Linked DNA regions of Rattus norvegicus: region 1 is linked to region 2. The links are chromatin contacts, called in public Hi-C maps. All regions are on one chromosome and are shown on one strand. Each heading gives the region's core, a stretch centred on a gene start, on an enhancer-like site or on the middle of the called end of the contact. The rest is flanking DNA. Distances are from core to core; before and after follow the strand shown. Region 1 holds the start of Ptprg (protein tyrosine phosphatase, receptor type, G). Region 2 overlaps Ptprg (protein tyrosine phosphatase, receptor type, G).

The links. A called contact is a pair of places that touch in the nucleus more often than the background predicts.
Region 1: a Hi-C map of the A7r5 cell line shows a contact between it and region 2, with 4 times the contacts expected there. The contact joins the promoter of Ptprg here to the enhancer-like site in region 2. A contact is called at or near these places in 3 of 12 Hi-C or Micro-C datasets (the A7r5 cell line, Schwann cells and psoas muscle) and 1 of 1 datasets of contacts at active chromatin or transcription factors (oligodendrocytes).

Annotation. Positions count from the first base shown.
Region 1 is chr15:15,979,229-15,983,863 of GRCr8, reverse strand. It overlaps Ptprg (protein tyrosine phosphatase, receptor type, G), which reads left to right and starts at 1,283. Exons shown (of 30, transcript NM_134356.2): 1 at 1,283-1,479. The coding sequence starts at 1,395.
Region 2 is chr15:15,495,755-15,500,283 of GRCr8, reverse strand. The region is part of intron 5 of Ptprg (protein tyrosine phosphatase, receptor type, G); the gene reads left to right. LOC134482084 (a long non-coding RNA gene) reads right to left here. Exons shown (of 2, transcript XR_010058096.1): 2 at 3,474-4,529. Among named protein-coding and RNA genes, the nearest start is that of Cep15, 230 kb to the right of the region's middle. Within about 2 kb of position 2,528, at least 14 of the 93 cell types and tissues checked have an H3K27ac peak or open chromatin away from gene starts, as enhancers often do.

The DNA.
Region 1 (4,635 bases), core at 34-2,533, 480 kb before region 2:
ATCAACCCCCGATCCCTTGCCTCATCTCCCAGCAGTAAACTCTGTCAATGGAAGCTCGGAAAGGAGGAAGAAAAAAAAATCAAATCTAATGAAACCTGAGTGCAAAGGCCGCTGGGCTTTGTCTCTTAGTCCCGGAATGCAGCAGGAGAGGGACGCCGGAGGTACACCCCGCCGAGGCACCGTCAAGGTGGTGAGGCCACACGGAAGTCCCCAGTCCATGAAAAAGATAGCTGCTGGTCCCGCCTCTCTCCCAATTTCAACCGGGCCACCCTTTCCCCTTCCCCAAGTCCGGGATTCATGAACCAGGCCAGGGATCTCTCCGAATCCAAGCAAAACGCTTCGCCTTTAAGAACTCAAAAATGGAGCAAAGCCACGCAGACCGAACAAGGCTGAGGTTCTCTTCTCTGTCCTAGACGGAGCCTGGGTTACCAGCTCCTCTAAACGTACACCCATAGCCCTAGGCACGCCTGGAGAGGAGAGTAGTGCAAGTCCTTGGAAGTGGGAGCCCTGCGCGGCCGCTTTAAGAGAGTGCAACGCGCGCCCCCGCCGGCGGCAGCTCGGGGATGCGCATCACCGCGCGCCCGTGCTCGCGCGCCCCCGCCGCCGCGCGCCCCCAGATCGCTCGCTCGCTCGCCCGCTCGCCGGCTTTAAAGTCTCTGCCAGGATCCATGCTCACATGTTACTTCCTGTATGGAGGCATGGCCAGTTTCCAGCCCCGCGCTCTCGGTTCCTCCCCAGCCTGCGCCGGAGCCACAACTTTCGGGAGCATGGACTGAAGGCGCCCTCGCCCCGGCGCCCCTCTGAGATCCTTTGTGTTTCCCTGCTCTCCACTGGCCGTTTCTGTTCTGGGGGGCTCTGCGCTCCGCCCCGCCGCTTCCCTCCCTTTCCCCGCTCGCAGACATGCCTCCTTCCTTGCCGGGGCCCTGGAAGGAGCTGCCCGCCTGAAGCCCGGAGCCGCCGCGCCGCACACAGCCCCTCCGTCGCCCGCCGGTTCTTGGGCTGCGCTGCGCTGCCGACTCAACTTGGGGCTCTTCCGCTCCTAGCCGCCGCCACCCGCGGTCCCTGCCTGCTCCCGGCCCCGGGCAGTGCCGCCGTGCGCCTCCTCTTCGCCCTGCCCTATCGGCTGGATCGTCTCTGAGCGAAGAGGAGCCCTTCTCCTCCGAGAGGATCGTCCCTAGCGTAGCTTTGCATTCCCGGTCACTTTTTGAGGTTTTTCCGGGAGCTCTGGCAGCTTCCCGGATTCCTGCGGGACCAGTCGCCGAGTGTGTGTTGGGGGCCGTGTGGCGGGCGAGCCGAGAAAGCCTCCAGGCTTAGCGGAGCCTCGCTCGGAAGCAAGAACTTATTCAACAAGTTTACCCCCCCTGCCTTTCTCTTTTCGATGTGCGTTTTCGGACATGCGGAGGTTACTGGAACCGTGTTGGTGGATTTTGTTCCTGAAAATCACCAGTTCTGTGCTCCATTATGTGGTGTGCTTCCCGGGTAAGTGCGGGCCGCCGATGGGACGCGGCTCCAGCCCGCGCGCGGGGTATGCGGAGTTGTCGCCGGGGCGCGGAGCTTGGGCGCCAGTCTAGGGACCGCGGAGAGGGTGAAGGGGGGCCGGGCTACGGAGGAGGAAAGAGAGCTCTGCTTCATTGGCTCCGGCAATGTTCTAGGAGGCTGATGGTCTGAGAGGGCAGAAGCAGTGGCGGGCTGGAAAGGAGGATCGGGGACTCAGATGTGCTCTGACTGTGGCTTGGGAAGCTTGAAGCATCTGGAGTCGGGGAGGGCGGAAGGGGGGAGGCGACTTGCTTTGCTGATACAGAGCTGATCCGGAGGGCTAGAGTTGCAGGATGTCTGGGGAGATTGGCTGTGGGAAGGATGCTCTGTTGGTTTGAGTAATCTGGGGGTGCTCCCGTTGCTTCTGCGGGGATAGAAGGAGCTCATAACCGTGGCTCACTTTGCATCCCTCCGACCCTTTGTAGGGGGGAAGGAGATGTTTGGGGATGGAAGGCGGAGGCTGGCTGCAGAGCAGTTAGGATGTGGGGAGCAGCCGGCGTGGCGTTCTAGTCGCCGGGGCCGCCTCGTTTGAAACAGCCTTGCTCCGGGCTGAGGTGCAGGCTACGCCTCAGTGCAAACGGGAGGCAGCCCCCAGGACGCGAGGGGCCTGGGAGACTCGGGAGGGCAGGGAGCAGGGAGTTTTTGGCTAGATCCCTGACTCACTGGGCTCGAGGCCCCTTTCTGTATCACTCTTCTGGGCTGGGCTGCCTGGGTCCAAGTGCAGAGCGCGGGTCGACAGCTGGGTAGCTTCTGGCGTCCGGGCAGATTTTTTTTTTTCTGTCTGGCGCGCCCTCCCTCCCTTCATCTTTGCCCTTTTGCAGGCTGAGTGTGCATGCCAGACCCAGACCCAGACCCGCTCATTTTCTAGCCAGGTTAAGGCTGGAACAATATTGGCCACTCGACAATCCTAAATCATTGCACGTAGCGGTGTGCAGCTCGGCCACCCTCCACTTCCAGCCTTCAGCCCACACCCTCCCCACTTCGTGAGGGCATAGGCCAGCCGCCTTCCTCTTCTCTTGCAGAGTCGGAGGGTTGCAGCTCAAGCCTCGCTTAAGCTGTCCAGCTCCTTCTCAGTGGGTGAAGGCCACGTCCTCTCTCCTGGCTCAGGGAAAGAGGTGGGAGAGGGCGCGATTTGCTTTTCTTTCCTCGATCTCCTAAGGACAGGACACCCGGTTTTTCTGCTTTCTCATCTGCCTGTTCTGGAATATTGGAGGCGGCGGTTATTCTAATCAAGAAAAAAAGAAACGTGCCACACTGTTTCCGTTTTCCTTGGTTAATAGCTTGTGTTCTGGCAACCAGAGCGCAGAGTTTTGGTGCAGCGGGTACCCCCAACCCTGTCGTGTACCCAGGAGCCAAGCTCGAGGACCCTCACTGTTCCCGGGGATCCTCTCTAAGGGGACTGGCAGCGAGTGATTCCCTCTTTGAAGGTTTGAGGGTGGTTGTGAGCGACAGAGGGCAAAACACTGCGGTTTTTCGGCTCCTTTTCCTCGGTGCATCCTCCTGTCTCTGGTGCTGTCAACAGAGCTCGGCGAGGGTGCGCGTGCCTACTCACTAGGAGGCCTGGGGTTTACCCACTAGGGTCCTGTCTCTATGGAAGTAGACGCTGAGGAGCACATCCTCTGAGAATCTGCACCCTTCTCCCTTAGAGACCATTGGGTAGCATTTGTTTTTAATCATTGCCTTTGACTAGACCTCTCCCCTCTCCCAACCTCCCTTGTCAGGGACTTGCCAAGCTGACTGCGCTCGGGTGTACCCGAGGTTGAGCCTAGTAAGGGTCACTTTTTCATAAAGGGGGTGGGAAGCAGCCTTGCAAAATAGACATTTCCAATTCCACTTCTGACTGACCTCCCTGGGCTGTAGCCAGTGTTTCTACAATGATTTTCTTCCCTCTGGTATCTGAGGCTTGCAGCCTAGTATGGGACCGATAGGGTTGCCGCCTTGTTTCAGTTTTCCTCATTTTCCGTCCCTGTTCAGGCTTCGAAGTAACTAGCAGGTACCCTCCACCGGGAGCGGAGGGGTATTTGTTAGAGGCACAGGGAAGACAGCTTTTGGAATCAGGCAAAGTTAAAATGTCACAGCCCTGGGAGATGCTATGCTGCCTTCAGGTTTCCCGAGGGTGGTGAGGTGCCGCTGGACCCCAGGGGGCGCCCCAGAGCCACTCGTCTAGCTTATGCCTCCATTAGAACGGCTCAACCACCTGCACACCGAGGGGTCGGGGCGCAGGCGTCCAGGTGCCCAGGCTGAGGGTCTGCGACATCTGGCGCTAGGCGGTGCCCACGGCTCAATGCTGCCGCCCGTGGTCGGCTGGAAAACCCTTGAGGACCGTTGTCGCTTTGGGATCCAGCGCTTTTTACTGCCATAGCTTAAGAAACACATTTTAGCTAACCATTTCAGCTTTTGGTTTTCAATTAGATTCCTCCTTGTGAGTTCTTAACCAAAATCTCGTACTGGTTATTTTTTTGTTTGTTTTCAGAATCCCACCGACTTCTCAGCTGCCTGTGAGCCCTCGCCCGCAGCTCCTGTTCAGAATTCAGTTACTGTGGTTTAGGGAGGCCTTTGGAAGCAGCTAGGGATTGGGTGCTTTCCAGCGGTCGGTCGGAAGCAGGGTTATAGCTCGGAACAGCGCTGGGAGTGTGGGATCCCTGCCACAGCTGGTACTACCAATGATATCTTCGAAGTGCTGAGGGGAAGTATTATCAAACATGACAGCGGACACTGTACTTTTCTAAATCTAAACCATTAGTATGGGGAAAACATGGGGCAACTTAGTGGATTCTTAGACATTTTCTCCCCAAGTCTCAACAATTGTCAGTGTTTTTAATCCAGACTCTCAACCTCCAAGACAGTATGTGAGGGGAGGGGGGCTCTAACCTGAGCTAGACTGAGAACTTGAACCCTTGATCCTCCCTCTTGCTTTCGAGTGTGCGGGGGTGGGTGGGGGGATGGGGGTTACAGGCCCTGTATCTACATATAATTTTAAATAAAATTTGAGTGTAGTTGATTTAAACATTTGATCTTTATCCCTGGACATTGGGAACTGAACCTCCTTTGACATCAGGTAAAGTGTATTACTTGACTGGGTTAGCTTTTGTCCCCCAA
Region 2 (4,529 bases), core at 1,279-3,778:
ATAAATTCATGTGGGTAGCACTTCCCATTCTTGGATCCCAGGCAGAATCGAATGCAGACAGAAGGACAAGCCTCTTCCTCCCTGTTCTCTTCTTTCTCCTACTCATCCTTCTCCTTTCCTTCCTCTGCCTCTCTTTTTCATCTTCCTCTTACTTCCCCACCTCCACTTAAATCCTCCCCTCCTCCGCCAAGAAACAGAGGTATCAGTGATGTTGCAGGGCGTGAAAAATTGGATAATGGTCAGCTCTGAACGGGCTCTTTCTTACTCTGCAGGTGTCAGTCTCAGTAGTCTTCTGCCTTAGCATCCTTGGAGTTACTCTACCTGCTGTGCTGTGTCTATGGTAGGGCTAACACCCCGAACAAGGCTCTCACTCCTCCTTAGGATGAACACCCTGGTGATCCTACTCAGAACCTAAGGCAGTTAACCTACTAGTTGGGGGGGGACAAGAAATCTTCCATTTATTTATGCCTCCTGCCAGTGCTTTCTCCCTAGATGCCATTGGTGCTAAGGCTGCAACTTGCCTAACTTTCTGTGGGCCTGCGATTGAGGTTGCGTTAGCTGACTATGTGTGACCTCACCAGAGCTTGCTTGGCTCTCCCTGGGTGTGCACTTGACTTCAGTTGGCTGCCTGTGTGACCACAGCAAAGCTAGTAATTACTTAGCTTTCTTGGATTTGGCCAGACAGTCCTGTTGCTTCGGTGGAGGATGCTGGGATATCCCAGGCACCTGTGGCACTGGCTGAAGAGGTTATTGCCTAAAGCTGAAGTTCCCAGCCGGTATCCTCACCAGGGCCACCCAGGCCCAGTGCTGAGAATTTATTTCTGCAGCAGGCTGAGAAGAATTTGATGTGGGGCATCTCTGAGGTGATCACACGTAGCAATCGGGGCTCTCCGCTGCTTTAGTGGCTTCTTGGGAAATACAGAAATGGGTCTGCACATGTCAGGTGACATTCTCCTCACAGGAGGGCTTTTGGGGCATTGTCACAAAAGGAAGGCTGAGACCCGCCCCAGGCCAAGCAAAATAATCTAACCCAGGTGTCTTAATCTCCCTAGCTTAGTGCAGTCATCCCTGGCTTTGTATATGATGAGCTGTTACAGTGTTTTCCTGTCAAGCGGGCATGAAATATCAGGCCAGATACCCAGCAGAGAGCTTGTGCCTTCAATTACGTCCTTGGCATAAAGCTTCATTTAAAAGCACGTGGGTCATAAAACAAAGCGGGAGCATGACCTACCGTCCGCAGTTGTCTGTCAGCAGTCATGGTGTCAGAGGGGACCCCGTTGCACAGAGCTGTTGTTCTAGGAGGACACGTGGCCTCCGTGTGGTCTACAGTGAGGCAGAAGAAGAGCGCCCAAAAGGAGATTTATGTGCAGCGGCTTTACTGGGGAGGCACAAGGCAATTTATTCACACCAATTTGGGAGATCCTGTGTCGTCCTGCCTTTTCAAGTATGGAGTATAATCGAGCCTCTTTGGGTATCTAACCACCAGATGCTTCTTTGAAGCCAAGAGCATGCATCTGTCAGGCCTGGATTCTGCTCTGGTAAGGACACTGTTGGGTATAACCTTGTGCTGTACTCTTGTGGCCATCCAAGTCAACTGGGGAATGGGTACTAATAAAATAAATGTGGTAATGGGTGCCAGGAAGAAGCTCTGTTAGTGAAGTAGTTCATGTAGAAGCATCAGAGTCAGGGTTCAGTTCCTGAATCTAGGGGAAACCTGGGGTCCAGGAGCTCACACTTGTCATCCCAGAGCTCTGGGGACAGTGAAAGGCAGATCACTTGGGTTTGCTGGACAACCAGCCTAGTGGATTTGAAGGACTTCATGCTACCTCACCTTAAAAAGCAAGGTGAGGGGTTGGGGATTTAGTTCAGTGGTAGAGCACTTGCTTAGCAAGCGCAAGGCCCTGGGTTCGGTCCCCAGCTCCGAAAAAAAGAATAAAAAAAAAAAAAAAAAAAGCAAGGTGAACAATACCTAAAGAGCCAGTGACCCCAAGGAAGGACACCGGATGTTGGCCTCTGGCCTCCACATGTGTCACATCGGCATGTGCATACATATGCACCTGTACACGGATGAATATGTGCACATACATACACATGAAGATACATAAGGAAAACTAACAGTGGTCCTATGGTAAACCTTGATTAGGTCTTAGAAGGAAAGAGTGCTCTGAGAGCCTATTAGTCAACACAACAGACCCAGCGCTGGATCAGGAGACACTTTCCTGAGGTAAACAGCACTCAGCTGAGGTCAGCTAAAAGGGAAGTACAATCGGAGTGCTGTGGGATTGTATCTCAAAGGCCACAGCTCACTGATGGCCTCTCAGCAGAACTATGGGTCTCTGGGGGGCTGTGTAAAACCACAAACACTGGAGGCAATCCTGACGTTGCTGGAGTCCCAACAACATGCTAAGAGCCTTGAAGGTCACCAGTTCTGGGCATTGTGTGTGGGAGTGGGGTGGGGTGGGGTGGGGTCATGTCAGGAGGCAGGCTGACTAACCTGGTTAGCATTTTAAGCAAGCTTTGGTGAGTGCGCTCTCTGCAGAGAGATAAGGGTAGTGCACTGAATTGGTTTGGCTGTAAAGAAAATAGATGGAGGTGGCTGGAACCTTGGGAAAAACAATCTCTTTCTATTACCAGGATTGGAAGGAATTTTATGTTCTTATTTAAGAGACAGAAAATTAGTTTCAGGCTCTTGGAGCCTGTATTTGAAGCAACTTATTAAAATAGCACTCCTGGAGTAGGAGCATGGCTTGGCCCTCCTGGAGCAGGGGCGTGGCTCGGCACTCCTGGAGTGGGGGCGTGTCTTGGCCCCCGTGGAGTAGGGGCGTGGCTCGGCACTCCTGGAGTAACTTCAAGAGCAAGGCTCCTAGCCAGGCTTGTGGAAATGCCCTTATTATTGTTCCAACACTTCCAATTAATCCAAGCTCACTTCTTGCCCCTTTCCTCATTGGATGTTCACTTCTATATCGTCTCTCTCCTTGTCTGTGTGCACCACATGACTGTATTAAACGAACCTTTTGCCTTTTTGAGGCCATGTTTTTATTTTTTGGGGAGCTCTTTTTGGCGAGCTCAGCAGAGGTTAGTGATGGTTCGTTCCTGTGCCGGTGCTGTCGTGAGCTTTATCTTCGGATACAGCCGGCCACTTTCCACTGTATGCGTTCATCTTGCACCAGTCTCATAAGGCTTGTGAACCCATGAATTGGATTAGTGTATTTCTACAAGATAATCTGTAGTCTTCCTATGTAAAAATTACTGTCCTCACTTGCAATAACATATTATCTCTACAACCTTGTGTGTGAGGCCAGGTTGATGACCAAGCAGAAGCCCAATTACAATTATCTGAACAAAAGAACAAATTAGGTGGTCTGCACTGCCCGTTATACCAGTCATATTTTGTACTCAATTACAATTTACAATTCCCAAGGCCTTCCATTCCTATTCCATTTATAGTAACATAAGAATTTAAAAATATATAGTTTAGCAGCTTGTCTTAAAAGCACGAAGCAAAAAAAAAAAAAAAAAAAAAAAACCCAACCCCCTTAAAAGTGAAATTATGGGCCAGTCTCACTTAAGATGACACCATTAGAAACTCACTATCGGAGACAACAAAGAAGCGGTTAGCCAACATCCCTATCATCATGCACTTAAGTGAAGGGCAAACCCTGAGCCTCTTTGTAAGTGATTGCCTCCTGCCACTTAGTGCTATAAAGGACGTTGGTTGTAAAAAATCTAATGCTATAAAATAGGTTTGGTACAGGACAGCCTGTACAGTTCCCTTAGATCTTACTCATGCAATCTTCTGGCTGAGAAGGGAGACTGTGCCTCCCATCAAATGTAGTTCAGGATGTTCTGCCAGAGGCTGTGCAACTCCAGACCCGTGTGCAGTCCAGCAAATACAAGTCAAAGCAGCCCACAGCAGCCCTTGTGGGTTTCAGAGGACGGTTGTTCTGAGTGTACAGTGAGTCACAGTACATCCTGACACACCTTTTCTTTTTAGGGCAGAAGAAGATGTTTCTTCCACCTTCACCCAGGTTAGAAAATGCTGGGGCATAAATATATTGGGATCTGTCAGAAAGCAACATTATGACAGTTTCCCAGGTAGGAAGAAAATGTCACTCTTACATGCTTTAAAAATAGGGCTTCAGAAATTCCAGTAGTTTGGTGGTTAAATACACTGGAGTAAGTGTATTAAATACCAGTGAGAATAACCTTAGGTCACATATAGAGAATAGGTAAGTCTAGACTAATGATCAGAAGCCATAAAGGCTAGACATTTGACTTTCTAAAAGATGCCATCCGTGCAATTTCTGTTTTCCTGCTTTCAGGTGGGCTGAGTAGATCAGACATGTGTAGCAGACATAGTGTGATGGTTTACTCTTGGGTCCTCATTCAGTTTCCTACCGCAGGGTACACAGAGCGAGCCGTTCGTGTTTGAGGAATGTTTTTGTGAGTCGAGAAGCGTAGACGAACATTAGGTCACAGCATCTGTTTTAGGTGAGGCGGGGATTTTCAAAAGTACTTTTAGTGAAACT